Linked DNA regions of Ovis aries: region 2 is linked to region 1. A link is a contact called in public Hi-C data. All regions are on one chromosome and are shown on one strand. The core of a region is the stretch at or near the end of the contact, and the rest is flanking DNA. Distances in the headings are between cores, read along the strand shown. Region 1 overlaps ZNF536 (zinc finger protein 536). Region 2 overlaps ZNF536 (zinc finger protein 536).

Region 1 (3,978 bases), core at 1,107-3,606:
AATTGTGAATACTGATTCTTTCATTTCTGGTTGACTTCTTTGTTTTCTTCATATTCAAATTAGACCCTTTCATAATTTTCTGACTAAGTAGGAAAATTGATGGCATACCAATATGCAGCCTAAATCAGTTGCACGCCTGGGCCATTCAAGTTTTCCTGGGATTAGGACCCTTAACCAAATCGGGTTAGTCTTCCCTCTTCTTTCTAACAACTCTGATTTGTATAAAGTGCGATCAAAATAAGCATTTAAATAAAAATCTTGACACAATAGGTATTTTATTATTACCTGTTAGAGAGAAACCTGCAAGGTGAAGGGGAGAAAAAAATCTTTAAGCCCTTAAGTAAAGAAAGAAGTACTTATTAAGGCTTCTATTAAGAAATAACTGCAAAAACACGGTTTTACAAATTTCTCAGACTGCATAACAATGTCGCAAAACTTAATTTGCATCACTTGATTCTTTTTTTTGTTGAAAACTGGGTCAGTAGGGCCTGAGAAACTATTTTTTCAGATCTTAACCAATGAATTCTTCTTTATAAATCGCTGCTCTTAACATGATAGTAGTTCTGAATTCATCATAAAAAACCTTTTTACAGAGAGCCTCTTAGAACAGATCTCCAGAAGAAGGCTTACAATGAGTGGCAGAGACGTCCTTTGTTATCAGATGTAATTCTTTGCAAAGGAGGATTGGAACGGAGTGGCTGTTTAAAAATGTCTTGCTCAGACCGAGACGAAGACGGGGTCAAGTTTGCAATCAAACAGTTATTGCCGAGATGGGCGACTGTCACTGGCTAGGCTAATGTGGGATGCAGCTGTTTGTTATGTGAGCAAAAGAATGTTTGAATCAGTGAACATGTGAAAATGATTCCAGTGAACCAGAAAATGTGTTTGTTCTTTGGCTCTCCAAACTGCTGAGAACCAAGCTTAAGATCAACTGCGAAAACTAGGACCTTTGACAAATTGAGAGGTCATATTTTCTAACAGAAAATGGACAAAACTAGTCACACAGATCACTTCCCCATCTTTCCCCTTTGTTTTATTTGTAGTTGTTGTTGCTGATTTGTCTTACCACTAATTTCACCCCATAGTAGATGTCATTTCTGCCTCCGTGTACAGTGCAAAGGGAAACTGTTTGGAAAGCAGCGGCTTAAAAATTTTACTCTTTTATGACATTTAGAAAGCGGGGCGGGTGTTTTGATGCTCCCTCATTTCTGGCTCGCGTGCAGACTCTCCGACGACATTAATCTCTGTATCTTTCCCTAAAATCTCATCTAAGGCTGCGCTCCGATTCTAGCCTTAGCCTGAGTCAGAAGACAACCAAAGTTCTGTTTCTTTAGATTTTGCTTTGGAAATCACGCTCAGAATAATTAAAACTTAATGTACTAAGAAACGATACTGTTCATTATATCCAACAGGGCAGTTACCTTCTGCATTCCCCATAATTTTGGAGAGGGGCTAATTGAAGTGTTGATGGTGGGAAAGGGGTAATTGAATGCGTTGACCCTCTGTTCATTAAATAAAGTCGGCTAAGTTACGTGATCAATGGAAAGCCAGGCAGGAAGAGATGCAAAGATAAAAATACTGTTAACCCCTACTACTTCTGGTATGATATTTTGTGATGGACAAGGATTATTTGATCAGCTGGGCTGGAAGCCTTGCGGGCTCTTCTTTTGTTGCCTGAGCCGCATTCCTGAAATGCTGGGTCTCCATCCTGTGCTGGCCCATTGACCACAGCGTCAAAGGCCTTTATCCAGGGCTCCCCTGCATTTACATCGGGTGTATAGTGATATGATAGATTTTCTTTCTTTTCCACCTCTTTTTCTCATGTGGCTCCTCCTCCCTGCCCCCATTCATGATAACCACTGCCTGCTCCACACAAACAAATCTGGGCACTCGAAAGAAGGGAAAAAAAGAAAAAAAAAAATTTAAGTCTGAGGATTAAGATCTTCAAATTTTTTTTTTTTTTGCTTGTGCATTCCAATTGTTCTTAAAATATTTGGCAATGTCAATTAGTAACTGAGCAGAGTTAGCTGATGAACACAATTTTCCAGTAGACTGAGCACCCTATTGTTGCCGAGCGAACAGCAGATTTCTGAGGTCATTATCATTCGCTGGTTGCTTGGCCCAGCTGCTTCCTGCTGCAAAAGCCAAACTTTATACTGGAGCTTGGGGATGGCAGGCAGCAACAGGGGGCTGGGAGAGGAGAGGGGGTCTGGCTGCAGAGCGAAGACAGTCATTATCAGCAGAGGAAACAGAAAGTAAAAGTTTCCAGGCGATTCCAGGAAAACTGCCCTGTATCAGGCTTCTCCCTCCCATTCCTCTCCCAGCACCTTCCACCTCCAGGCAGGGAATTAAAAGGACCAGGGGACGCCCCCTGGGCATTGTGGCCACTAATCTCTTCGCTAAGCGGAACTTTGGAAAACAATAATCCCATTTACAAATTTGCTTAAAAATTGTTAACCCAATCTAAGGCCTGTGAGTGATTTCTTCATTGATAGACTCCTTCATTTTTATTAAAAGCAGAAAAAAGAAAGTTATTCTTTAAAGGATGAAATTAGTAAACTTAGGGATGACAAACAGGGACTGTGGTTTCATTTTCCAGAGGGACCTTTGGAGCAGATACTAGTCTGAAATTCCTTATAAAATCAAATTTAGCGTGGAAGGCTCCCCCTGCCCACTCCAGCTTCTCTCTTTTCCTGCCTCCTCTTTCTCCCTCCCCCACCCTTTAATTTGGGAGCTGGTTCAGTGAGATGAAAAGCTGCACTTTTTTAAAGCTCAGCTGTTAAAACCAAGCGCCATATGCAGCTTTTCCGTCCCGACGTGGAAGAGTGTGCAGGCGGCCGCCGTGTTTGTGGAGATTTACAGAGGCTCGGCTGTGTGTGCCGAAGCCATGGCCAGGCAGATGCTGGTGGGTCCTGCCTCCCGGGAGCTGGCCCAGCCTGGGTAGTAGGCTGGCCAGACTTCTGTCCGACGGGGCAGGGGTCAGGGGTCCAGTGGGCTCCCTCTGCTCTCCTGCCTTTCTGCTGGGACTGGAGGTGGTCCGCCCGCTTGGCATGGTGCTGGAGCTGGGAACAGGAGCCCTCAGATGCTGGTTCACCTTGCCTGTCTCCTGTGAGGGGGCCGGACGCCTGACAGCAGCTCCTTTTTATAAACTTCCGATCACTCTGTGCCCTTTGATTGTCTTGAGCCTGGGAACGCTCAGTGCCACTCTGGGGCCTTGGCTGCCCCTCTCACCCCTTTGCGTGGAGCTGTAAATCCCACCTCCACAGGGCTGCCCGATGGCGCTGTCACTTAGAATTTCAGAAAGAGAGAAATCATACTGGGTCTAAAAGTCTTCAAATAGGAAGTGTGATAGAAAAGATGTGTGACCCAAGATCCCAGAAGCAAAGCCTCTTTCCTCTTCGTTCCCAAGGACTCCCAGATTCCCAGGACACCGTCTTCTGTCCAGGGGGTTGATTCCCTCCGCAGGATCACTGGAGCCCTGCTGTTTTTAGCTGCCTCGCCTCACTCCGTCCACCTTCGGGCCCCCTTCCTGTGCTCTTAGGGATGCTGCGCTCCTGCCCGAGAACTCAGGAAGCCCCGCATGTCCGCGATGGTGTGCTCCTTCTGTATGCATGTTAATACAAGGAACAAACGTTCTTTTAAATCTGAATTTAATGATAATAAGAAAAACACAGATTAGCTAAGGACTGGTTGCTGCTGCTACTGCTGCTAAGTCGCTTCAGTCGTGTCCGACTCTGTGCGACCCCATCGACGGCAGCCCACCAGGCTCCCCAGTCCCTGGGATTCTGCAGGCAAGAACACTGGAGTGGGTTGCCATTTCCTTCTCCAGCGGATGAAAGCGAAGTCGCTCAGTCGTGTCTGACTTTTAGCGACGCCATGGACTGCAGCCCACCAGGCTCCTCCGTCCATGGGATTTTCCAGGCAAAAGGACAGGTTACAATGAGGCAAAGAATTAAGCAGTTAGTGTTCAAAACGGAG
Region 2 (3,978 bases), core at 457-2,956, 190 kb after region 1:
GAGGGCACTAGTGCTGAGCCGTCCAGGTCACTGGGCTTTGTCTCCTTAGTCATATCATAGCCTCCTTCTTTATTCGTGTTCATTATTTGCAGGGCGATTAGTGGCTATGCCTGCCCCCTTGGTCACAAATAGTCCCATGGTATTTAGGAATAGTCAAGTCTTCACCAAACGTTAGCAAATCCTTCCCAACACTATTGTCCTTGTAGCATGAACTGGCACCTGCCCCCCAACCCCACACCTGCGGGAGAAATTCATTACATTTTGACACATTTCCTAAGCAAGCCTGCTGATGCACTATGTTAAAAAAAGTAATTAAAAAAAATTCAGATCTCGGGAAATTCCAGCAGTCAGTCTCCTCCCTTTCTCCTAATCTCTTCATGGTAATGCTCACAAGTACCCTCGGTCCAGACAATTCTTCATTCATTCTCCACCCCCCACCACACTCATACCCAAACTCCCCACCGCTGGAGATTAGCCTTTTGTGAGGCAGTGCATCAAAAGCTTTCTTAAAGTCCCAGTAAATTATACCCCTGGTTTCCCTCTTCAATTCCTTTTTGTTACTTTTTCAAAATATTCTATTAGTTTTGTTACGTATGATCTCCCTTTTGTGAATCCATGCTGAATATCTTTAATTAAATCATAACTTTCCCTATTTTGTCCCTGATTAGTGTTTCCAATATCTTCCCCACCGCTCAAGTCAAGCTTACTGGTGTTTAATTTCCTAGATCTCCCTCAGAGCCGTTATTAAATATAGGTGTTGCATAAGGGCTCTCGTCCACTGCTGCTTCTCCCGTTTCCCAGGGTATTTTTAAAAGGTATTTGCTAATCGTTCCCCCGTCTCCTCACCTCCACTTGCACAAATTCTAAGATGGTTCCCATCTGGTCCCGGAGTTATCAGTCTTCAGACACTCTAATTTCTTTCTCACCTGTTCTGCTAGGATGCCTATTTCCTTCGGAAATGTTTTCCTCTCCTTGGGAAATGCTTGTCTGTTACTGGCATCTGCTCTCTCCTTCCCTTTACGGACATGGAGGCAAGCCTTCTATTTTTTTTAAATTTTCCTTAGCAGTTGTCACCCCTCATTTCAATATACTATGCTCTGCATCTCCTTACATCTTTAAAAAAGCATTGCAGACTCAGATCCAGCACTACCTTGCTAAGCCCCCCAATTTAGAAGTCAATATTTCCCTTCCCTAGGGGTGATAGCATCACTGACTTTTAATTTGGGGCAGGAAGTGCTGACCCTTTGGTAGTTAAACTGTTCTTGATGCCCTCAGCTCTTCTAGGGGAAGGGTGATATCTTGAGGCCTCTCCCCGCCCCGACAACCGGTACAAAAGGAATGTGGCTCCCACAGCAGCTTTCAGGGGGTTGTAAAGTTTCCCAAGGGTCATTTTGCAAACCTCTCCTCCGGAGTCGGCTTCAGCCTGGGTGTTTTCCTTTCCCCCATCCCAAGCTGTGCTGCTGGTTCCCCTGCGCCTGATGGATGCGCTTCTGTCTCTCGTGGCTCCTCCAGTCTCAGGCTGTATTGTGGACTCACCTCATGAATCTGCTTCCTTCTAGACCTCCGTTCCCAGGACACAGACTAAAGGGCTGCCCGTGGAGGGTGCACACCCAGTGACTTTCAGACGCTGGCAACAGCAGGTGCCGCTGTGAAGGGGTGGCCACAGGGAGGGGTTTCACATCCCTGCCGTGAGGACTGGGGAAGCCTCTTTAGATGCACTATCCTCTCCTAGCTTGACCTCGTTTCCTTTTCCAGCACATACAACCCAGATCTGCACGCTGAAACATCGCTCTCAGGTTGTAAATTCTACACCAAATCAAAAGGCCAAATCCTTCTGTAAACCCGAGGGCCGCTCGACCTACATAATACCAAAGAACCTGGCGCTGATGGCTATCGTGGGGCCCGCTGGGCAGGGGGAGGAGAGGTGTGAGGTCCGTGCCCTCCAGGGCAGGCTACCAGCTCGAGTCAAGTTGCAGAAACAACATCAGTCAAAAATTTCAACAAAGTAGGTGTGTGACATCAATAGTCCTCTGACATTTTTTATGTCAAAAGGCACACAGCCCGTGCCCCGTATCCTTCATCATGCAAATGATGGTAATTTGCACACACAGAGGGATTTGAAATTTTAAAAGCTTAATAAAGGCTGTGTATACACACACACTCGAGCCAGTTTTTAAAAACTGCATTTAATTGAGTCAAGTAGCATGTTACTTTGGGGAAAAATGAAGATCGTTTATACTGTTTTTTTTTTTTTTTTTTTTTTTTTAGTTCAAAAGTCTTTTTAAAAAACTGATTGCATGGTGCAGACTAGTTGAGGATCCTGCTCAGATGCAGCAATGAAAAGTAGGTGGGCAGGCCCCCCTGGAGCTTTGGGATTTCTTTTTCACCCCTACAAGTATGTCTCCATCGAAATGGGCCACTGTCCCTTTGCCTTGGGGTTGTGGGATGGGATGGCCTGTGCCTGTAATTCTATCATTCATCAAGACCCTGAGACCAGGGACCCAGAACCTTGGTCCACCCGCCTCAGTGAGCCCCCCGATGGGGTGCGCCATCTTGTGTCTGCTTCTGAGTGCCTTTCCCAAAGCAATTTATAGATGGACTTTGTAAGTGAAAACAAGAGACACAGGTGCTTCATAATAATTACTTGCACATTTACAGAATCGGACATTCTGTCATTTAATAGACCTAAAACTAAAAAGCTTTTGTCTGTGAAAGGTGACCAATAGGAAAAGGGTTTGGATTATATGATATCCCATAACTTAATCATATGGCTCTTAAGAGGGGGACATACACAGCTGTGTCTCACTAATATGCATGCGATATGCGTAAACTGATACGCTTTAATCCTAAACTTGTTTTTAGCAGGAAGAAGAAAGCATTGAGATGAGGAACATTAAGATTCAATATTAACCATTTTTTTCCCTTTGGGCAAAATTATTCATCACTTGATATTTATCAAAACAGCATTTTTTTTTGCAACAGTGAGATGGATCCTCCTGAAAAATTTCCAAACATCCTCAAAGTTATGTGACAAAGTGGAAAGGGGAAGAGAACAGATAACAGCCTCCTTTTGGCCACAGAAAGACAATGGACTTGAAGGACAGACATTTGTTCTTTTCAGGCTCAGGAGTCATCCTAGCCCCCTAGACCTAGGGCTGGGGCAAATGTTGGAGTCATTTAGAAGGGCTGTCCTGTTGTACGCCTCCCCTATTATAAATATTTGATTTGTCCATGTGCTCTGATGTTTGAATCGTTCGTTTGTGCTGGTTTAATCTAAATTATTTAAGTGTACTTTCTTTAATAATCTTAACCAAAATTTAAAAAAAAAGAAAAGAAAAAAGAAACTAAGACAAAGGAATTGTGGATTAGAGACTTTATTTTCAGGGCAAAATGATACGGATAAGTGAACATCAACTGACCAGAAATTATTTGCTTCTGTCTGTTAGACACGTAATGGAGTCATTTAACTAGTCAAATTAGGAGCTGCAGAAATGCACCATGCTTCATTACTGAGTTCGAATGGGCACCATTTTACATTTACGTCAAAAATTATCTCATAGCAAATTAATGTTTTCATTGTGCTGAAAAGCTGAAGCTATGCAGTGTTAGCACCACCTAGAGGCCATTGCAAAAATACTTCAAAGGGATCTACGACCCAAGGATAAGATGATCAATAGATTAGTTTTAGGGAATAGAGTCCTGACCCCCTTTTCAAGTAAGAACGTAGTCATTGACTCTAATTAGCTGGGTTTGGCTTATGATGTGAAGTTCTGAGAGTTCTATGAAGATTTCCCTAAACTTGGCTTAATATGCAATGTGCTGAAATGTTTCTGCAATTTTCCACCCTCTCTCCGTGTTGCTCTTTAAGTCTTGAAAATATGTTTATTTGTTTTTTCTCACTTTGCTTGATTTTTTCTACCTTCGGACTTGTATTATATCAAAAATCTCAGATTTTAGCTGAAATAGCATAATTTTAGC

What was found. Hi-C and Micro-C count contacts between places; a contact is called where the count stands out from the background.
Region 2: a contact with region 1 is called in a Hi-C map of hypothalamus, with 3 times the contacts expected there. The contact joins two enhancer-like sites. A contact is called at or near these places in 2 of 16 Hi-C or Micro-C datasets (blood and hypothalamus).

The regions. Positions count from the first base shown.
Region 1 is chr14:40,463,940-40,467,917 of ARS-UI_Ramb_v3.0, forward strand. The region is part of intron 4 of ZNF536 (zinc finger protein 536); the gene reads left to right. Among named protein-coding and RNA genes, the nearest start is that of ZNF536, 210 kb to the left of the region's middle. Within about 2 kb of position 2,357, at least 9 of the 54 cell types and tissues checked have an H3K27ac peak or open chromatin away from gene starts, as enhancers often do. A contact at or near this core is called in hypothalamus, where this site is marked.
Region 2 is chr14:40,649,920-40,653,897 of ARS-UI_Ramb_v3.0, forward strand. The region is part of intron 7 of ZNF536 (zinc finger protein 536); the gene reads left to right. Among named protein-coding and RNA genes, the nearest start is that of ZNF536, 390 kb to the left of the region's middle. Within about 2 kb of position 1,707, at least 5 of the 54 cell types and tissues checked have an H3K27ac peak or open chromatin away from gene starts, as enhancers often do. A contact at or near this core is called in hypothalamus, where this site is marked.